Linked DNA regions of Sus scrofa: region 1 is linked to region 2. Evidence: chromatin contacts called from public Hi-C data. All regions are on one chromosome and are shown on one strand. Each heading gives the region's core, a stretch centred on a gene start, on an enhancer-like site or on the middle of the called end of the contact. The rest is flanking DNA. Distances are from core to core; before and after follow the strand shown.

Evidence for each region. A called contact is a pair of places that touch in the nucleus more often than the background predicts.
Region 1: a Hi-C map of skeletal muscle shows a contact between it and region 2, with 3 times the contacts expected there. The contact joins the enhancer-like site here to the promoter of TPP2 in region 2. A contact is called at or near these places in 1 of 5 promoter capture datasets (liver), 7 of 47 Hi-C or Micro-C datasets (differentiating spermatogonia, embryonic fibroblasts, epiblast stem cells and 2 more) and 1 of 2 datasets of contacts at active chromatin or transcription factors (skeletal muscle).

The regions. Positions count from the first base shown.
Region 1 is chr11:70,984,555-70,988,191 of Sscrofa11.1, reverse strand. TPP2 (tripeptidyl-peptidase 2) reads right to left here. Exons shown (of 30, transcript XR_002336739.1): 19 at 3,469-3,585; 20 at 3,128-3,228; 21 at 2,198-2,294; 22 at 1,561-1,698; 23 at 1-235. Among named protein-coding and RNA genes, the nearest start is that of METTL21C, 35 kb to the left of the region's middle. Within about 2 kb of position 1,346, at least 2 of the 83 cell types and tissues checked have an H3K27ac peak or open chromatin away from gene starts, as enhancers often do. A contact at or near this core is called in skeletal muscle, where this site is marked.
Region 2 is chr11:70,941,165-70,944,668 of Sscrofa11.1, reverse strand. TPP2 (tripeptidyl-peptidase 2) reads right to left here and starts at 1,527. Exons shown (of 30, transcript XR_002336739.1): 1 at 1,269-1,527.

The DNA.
Region 1 (3,637 bases), core at 97-2,596, 44 kb before region 2:
GTAAGGAAGTAACAAAGAACGGCTGGTTATATTTGGGTGGCAATGTCAAGTTACTTGATTTCTTCTTCCCTAGAAGTGCAAGGCTATGATTTTCATGAATATCTAAGCTCAAGGTATTAGACAACCTATGAGAAACAATAAACGGAAGATCTTTAAGACGCTCCAAATCACTGATTTGCTCATGACGAATCTGTAGTCGAATTGTATAATCTCCTTTCTCCAGTTTCAAAGAATACTACAAAAGAGAAAACATTTGGGAAGAGTTTAGCTGGGTAAGTGAAAATTACAGTCAGAGGATAAACAGTAAGAATTACCACTTACAGGCTGCTTACGGTACATGAGGTTCAGGGCCAGTTACTACACCTACTTCTACATGCACGTGGTCTCGACTGCAGGGAAGCAAGCAGGACCTGGGGTGTCAGGTAACCTGGCCAAGGTCACGTACAGAGTAGATAAGGGGGCTGAAGGCAGCTCTGGCTCCCAAGCCCTCATTCGTCCCACAACAGGCTACTCACTCCTACACGCCAAGCTAAATCCCTGTCTGCTCAAGACTGATAAAGGCAAAGATTTTCTAGTTCAGGGGTCTTCATGGACACGTATAAAACACCACCAAAAATTAGCAAAACTAAGGTGCTGTGTATCCAAGACCAACATACACACACATATGACTGATAGGCTTTGGATTATAATCAAAATGCCACACCCCTCTGCTGCAGACAGGAAAGAGGGAGCCAGTGGGGATCAAGGAATACAAATCCACCAAGCTCCGTCTAGTTAACCTGCTCAAGAGGATGGAACACTGTATTCTGCAACAGCAGTTTCTCCCAAGATCTTAAAAGCAACCAAAGTAGTAATGGCACTGTAATAATCCAGTCTGTACTGAGGAGACATGACTGGGCCTCGCTTTGAGGAAAAAAGGAAATTATTCATCGAACGACTAACTAAAAACACTCTGCATAAATTACTTCTATTATTTAGCATAAAATTGTGAATGTCACAGGAAATACCTCATTTCTGTCATAACACTTTAATCAGGGATAAGATTTCTATAAATTACATGATTAAAAGATTTGTTTTTCCCTTCAACACAACAGTGACAGGCACAGTGCCTGGCATACACTAAGTGCTCACTACACAGCTGACCAAGAAGAAATATATTTCAAAGTTCTAATAAACTGTAGACACCTGGCAGGGTCGCCTTGTTCTGGACCCAGTTCAGTCATGGGATCGCATCGAGGTACTCATATATCAGGGTGATTTGCTTTCAGCGATCAGATGGGAACAAGCACCGGGTAAGAAGGAGAAATACTAAAAATAAAAGCTCTGCCGGCCAGCACCTGCGAGCGTGACCCTGGCGCTCCTCGAGCCCAGCGCCTGATTCAGCCGAACTGTAGGCTGAGAAGCCGTCATGGTTGTTCTACAGCAGACGGCTGGGCCACGAGCAGCGGCTCCATGCACCAAGTGCACAGCCACACCAGCATTTCAAACCAGGGACGTTACCCCACCAACCACCTGCAGTGTACTAGTTCTGTTAATTCTGAGTCACTGCCCACTTGATACCTGATGAGGATAGGCATCGCCGGAACCCATCTGTCTTTTGTTCTGGTCAAATATAATCCACAGCTGGCTGTCAAATTCTGACTCGTATAATAATTCACAAAGCAGGGGGCAGCTTGGAGTGACCTCCCCACTCTTGGGCTGTAAAAGAATAAGACTGATTACTTGACGTGGTTTATGCGGTTTCTTTTTTTTTTTTTTCTTTTTTCTTTTTTTGGCTTTTAAGGGCCACACCTGCAGCATATGGAGGTTCCCAGGCTAGAGGTCCAATTGGAGCTACAGCTGCCAGCCCACGCCACAGCCACAGCCACGCCAGATCTGAGCTGCGTCTGTGACCTACACCACAGCTCACGGCAATGCCAGATCCTTAACCCACTGAGCGAGGCCAGGGATCAAACCCACAACCTCATGGTTCCTAGTCAGGTTCGTTAACCACTGAGCCACGATGGGAACTCCAGAATAATTATGTTAATCAGTGTTAATTACTTGATTCTATGTCATATATGTGTGTATACAAACACTAAATACACTATTCTTTCATTTTTGGATTTTATGAATCATAAAACAAAGGTGATTATAAGGGTACATATACTTTATTTATTTATCTTTTTAGGGTATACTTGGTTATACAAACACTTACTTGATGAAAGTTGTATGTCAGGATCATCTCATAGAGCTGACGATTATTTGGCAAAACATCTCTTGATCCTAAAGGCTTTGTTTTTGCACTCAGTGGACTGTAATCAGACAATTGCATAAGATTCAAGAGTTCACTTAAATGAGACAAAACTATAATCAGCAAAATCTGTAACATATCACAGTAAGTGACAAATGGACACTGTCACTCTGCAGTACATGCTATAATATTTTAATCATTAACATCAACGTAATTCTTTATTGACAGAACCACAGCAATACATAGTGCTCAATTTTACAGTATTACAAAGGTAATCTTCTTCTTCTTCTCCTTTTTTCTCTCTAGGGCCGCGCCTGGGGCACATGGAAGCTCCCAGGCTAGGGGTCAAATCGGAGCTGCAGTGGCCGGCCTATGCCACTGCCACAGCAACGCCAAATCCGAGCTGTGTCTGCAACCCACTCCACAGCCCATGGCAATGCTGGACCCCCCTGGACACTAGCTGGGCTCCTAACCTGATGAGCCACAGCACAAACTCCTAAAGGTAATCTTTTCATGATAAAAGCATTTTCAATTGTCAACTAGAAGTCCTGACATTATCAGATCCCAACACTAGGGCACTCATCCCTAACAGTGCTGAAGGTCAGGTTTTGTCCACAGATGTTCCTGCCCTCACGCAGGAGGGTCCTGCCAGGCGCCATGCCAAGGGCTGTATATGTGTGTCACTGAAGGCTTGAAGCTGGGGCTGGGGCTGGGGCTGGGGCTGCCTCTCGGAGACCTGCTAGGCCTCCTGGGCTGCAAAGTCATGAACTGAGTTTTCAGCTCCAGTCTTCACAGGATTAAAAAAAGACCCTTTCCAAAGAGGGAAGAGATCCCCTCCCCCCGCCTCCCCCACAGCAATACCCAACATCTGCAGCCCTAAGACAGTTAAGATACCGTAGCGTTTGGACCCAGCTCTTCAAAGTTATGCAGGGAGCCAGATCTTCATATTTCAGGGAGGACTGAACATCAAAACGGTTGATTCCCTCTGATGCATGCTACAAAGGATAGTTATCACATGAGTTGCTCAAACATCACTGAAAATAAACTGCATTTTTAAACAATACTTTAACCTAAAATAAATGTGTCCAATGCAGTTTATAAGCACCCATAACAAGGACTAGTGTTCTTTTAGAATCATAGGTCATTTCCCCATTAAAATTTAAATCCAAGCACTGAAATCACTTCATAACAACACAAATAACTGACGTTAAAAGTTAAGGAAATGTGAAACTTACGATGTTTAACTGAGGAGCAGTACATACTATCCCGTGGAAGGAAATGGTATAATCAATGTTGACGTCACTAAGACTTGCCCACCAACGAGCAATGCAAAACTCAATTGCTTTCCCACCCTGCAAAGAAAAATGAAATAACCTATAAATGCGTAAACCCCTTTTCTCGTTT
Region 2 (3,504 bases), core at 278-2,777:
CAAGAGGCGTGCCAGACTCGAAGAATGAACAGGAGGAAGTAAGATTCCTAGAGGGATTCCCTACTGAGTCAGCCAAACTGGGTCCCTTTTTCCCCTGCATGACACCCTAACTTCCAAAATGCTACCTCAATTACTAGAGAGCACACACAATAAAAGATGGGGACGAGGTGTGGGGGCGATTATTAAACTTCAGCTTTTGAAGAAATACAGATGAAGGGACTGATACAAGGGACAGACAGCACACAGGAGGATTAGCCCAGGTTAGACTTTGGGGAGGTGGATCCTGAACAGCGGTGGGATTCTGTTTATTACTGGCTTTCAGTAAAAGGCTGAGGCTGAATTCAAAAAAGTCAAACTTTGAAGACTTTAATGAGAATGCTTTCAATGGAAAGACACATGTTTTAAAACGACCTTTGGGATGGTACCTTGACCTAGCGATTTCAAAGGTGCCTGAGGCAAAACGGGGTAATTTTAAAAAATCATAAAGTGCTGTCTTACATTTTGAGGCTGAAAAATAAAAATACAAAAGCATAATTTAATGCCGTCTGAAGAGTTCGCCAAAAACAAACTCGACTGGGTTCTTGTGTCAAACAAAGACTAAGCCATGCGTTTTCAATGACCCTAAACAAGCACACTGCAGAAGAGGATTTAAAAATAGAACACATAAAACTACCAGAGGAAACAATTCCGGAAGTTGACTGAGTTGTCTTCTTGAAAGCCGGCTCTTGCCTTTCAAGATAAACCATTCCTCCCCAAACCAAATCTCCCGAACGGCAGCGATAAAAAAGGAAGTTCACATGGGTCATTTGCCCCTATCTCCTCCCCACCCCCACCCTCCCGTAAATAATAAAACTGTGAAATCTCGTTTGCAAATAACAGGCACGGGGTGAGTGGGTTCCGGAGACACGAGGAACCCGCGAGGAAGCTGGCGAGGTGGACAGGGGCCTGAGGGCCCTGGCCTGGCAGCGCCTGGGAGGAAGGGGCTTCCCGGGCGACAGACGCACCCGGGAGCCCCGACCAACCCCGCGGGGCACGCAGCTTTTATCTGGGCCGGGATCACGGCCCAGCCGGGGCTCCCGGGCCCCGGGCCGTCGCCCTCCGCCGGGCCCCCGCGCCCGCCCTGCCCTTCACCTCTTTCCGGCGCCCTGGTCCCCCTCCGCCGCAGAGCGGGCTTCGGCCTGCGGGGCTCCGACGCCGCGTCCCCGGCCCGCCCGCCCGCCGGCTGGCCGCCCGCGCCCCCGCGCCCGGGCCCTCGGCGGCTGCCGCACCTGCATGCCCGGAGCCCCGGGGTCGACCCCGGTGTCCAGGACGGCGATGAGCACCCCCCGCCCGTCATACTCCGGGTAGCGGCAGAGGAAGGAAGCGGCCCCGGTCTCTTTCTTTGGGAGGAGGCCGTGGAAGGGGAAGGGCTCCTCGGTCGCGGCGGTGGCCATGGACGCAGGCTGGAGGGCGAGGAAGAGGCAAACTGCCAGGCTGCGCGCGGACAGGCGGCGCGAGGACACCCGGGCGGCCGCGGGCCTGGGCGGGGGCGAGGGGCGGGGCCGGCCGCCGGCCAATCCCGGCCCGCCAGGGAGAGGCGGCCAATCACGCGCTGCGACGTAAGCCAAAGGCGCCGCTCTCGGGAGCCGAGCGGAGTGTTGCCCGGGCCGCAGAGAAGGAGGCGGAGTTTGAGGCATAGCTGGAGGGTTCGGTTCTAGAACCCGGGGTCTTAAAGGGACGCACGTTTAGGGTTTTTAGGGTAAAGGGGCTGCCAAGCAAAGTCAGCATGTCCTGAATCAAAACCATCCCCGGCGGACGAGGAAGGAAGTGATCTGCCGGTCTGGAGTAGCAGGAACCCCGAGCTGGCCAGCGATGGCTTCTAACTTGTTGTGAAACTTCTCAGTCCGCCGCTGCAGCATCCCCAGGTGACCCGAGGAAAGGAGCCAGCTCAAGCACGCTAAACCCCTAGGAGTTGGAGATTGGCGAAATGCCGGGACATAAGTTTCTGAGAGAGAGCGCTTTGATTCAGGCGTTTAAGGATTGTGTTCCCCTGCCTGTCTCGAGTGTGTCCGTTTGAGCCGGGCCGGGGAGTAAAAAGGAATAAGGTGGGGAGGGACCAAAGCTTCAGTCAACTGGAAGTGGGTTTGTCCGTTTTGTCGGCCTTGTAACGCGGTACCAGGCAGAAGTGGGCCTCTCCTATCCTCACTGCTTAACGCTGGGCGCCAGGGGTTTCTGAAAAACATTCTTCTCGCTCTCCATCTCCCCCTCCTTAAATTGATGTTCTTGGTTGCTCCTAAAAGTTCCCCAGTTATCGAGCCCTAAGTTACAGTTTTTCAGATAATCAGTGGCGTCTATAAATTGCTTCATGGTACACTAGTAGCTCTTTCATGATCTTTCTGTCTGTATTCGTGCCAGGGTGATTTTAGTCGCGTGCGTGTGTGCCCGCCAATGACCCCTTTGGCAAGCCGGTGAGGCTTACAGACCCCCGTCTCAGAGCAATTTTAAGCTCAAAATGAAATAGGATTACAAAAGAAATTACGTTGAGATAGTTACAGAATATTAAAACTAACTTTGTTATGTGCCAATAGATTTATACGTGTGTATATAGTTATATATATGCTTCCTTACATTAAATAATAGGAACTAGCACCAAATCTAATAAACTACCATTATTTCAAAGTAGTAAAGGGCATAAATGATATCTTGAGATGCTTGTGACTATACTGTGATAAGAAGCTGATTTTTATTGGTGACGCTAACAGTAACTGCTAATACCACTCTGCTCATTGCCTGCATCTGTAGTTGAAGGAAACATTTAATTGAAAGGTTAGTGGAAATAAAGACTTTTTTTTTTCTCCTAAAGTTTTTGAATCCCTCAGATTCTCTCATGGGTTCCAAGTTCAAGAATGCCTGTTGTAAAGGGAAATACTCTGTAGACCAGTTTCCAATCCACAGGATTCGAAGGTTCTCCCTGAGGTCTCAAAAATGACTGTAAAGGCGGAGTGCCCCTTGTGGCTCAGTGGTTAAAGAACCCAGCTAGTATCCATGACGACGTGGGTACGATGTCTGGCCCCTCTCAGCGGGTTAAGGATTCACAACTCTGAGCTGTGGTGTAGATCGCTAGATCGCAGATGCAACTCTGATCCAGCTTGGCTGTGGCTGTGGTGTAGGCTGGCGGCTACAGCCCCTATTCGACCCCTAGCCTCATGAGGCCCTAAAAAGACGAATAAATAAAAGCAGTCAGACATTTTACAACACTCTGCCTTCTTGAAATTTTGTTAACACTCTACACAGAATTTTATCCTAATGTAATTCACATTTATAATGGAAAGTCCTATTATTTATTATCTGAAGCTATATATACTCTAATATTTAATTTAAAACTTTTTCCTGGGATCAAAATATTAAAATTTTGAATCGTCTTTCAATTATTGGAAAGTTGATCAAAATGACATGAATAAATCAAGCTTTGATTAAAGATTTGATTAAGATGAAAAATTACAGAAAAAGAAAATTTTTATTGAA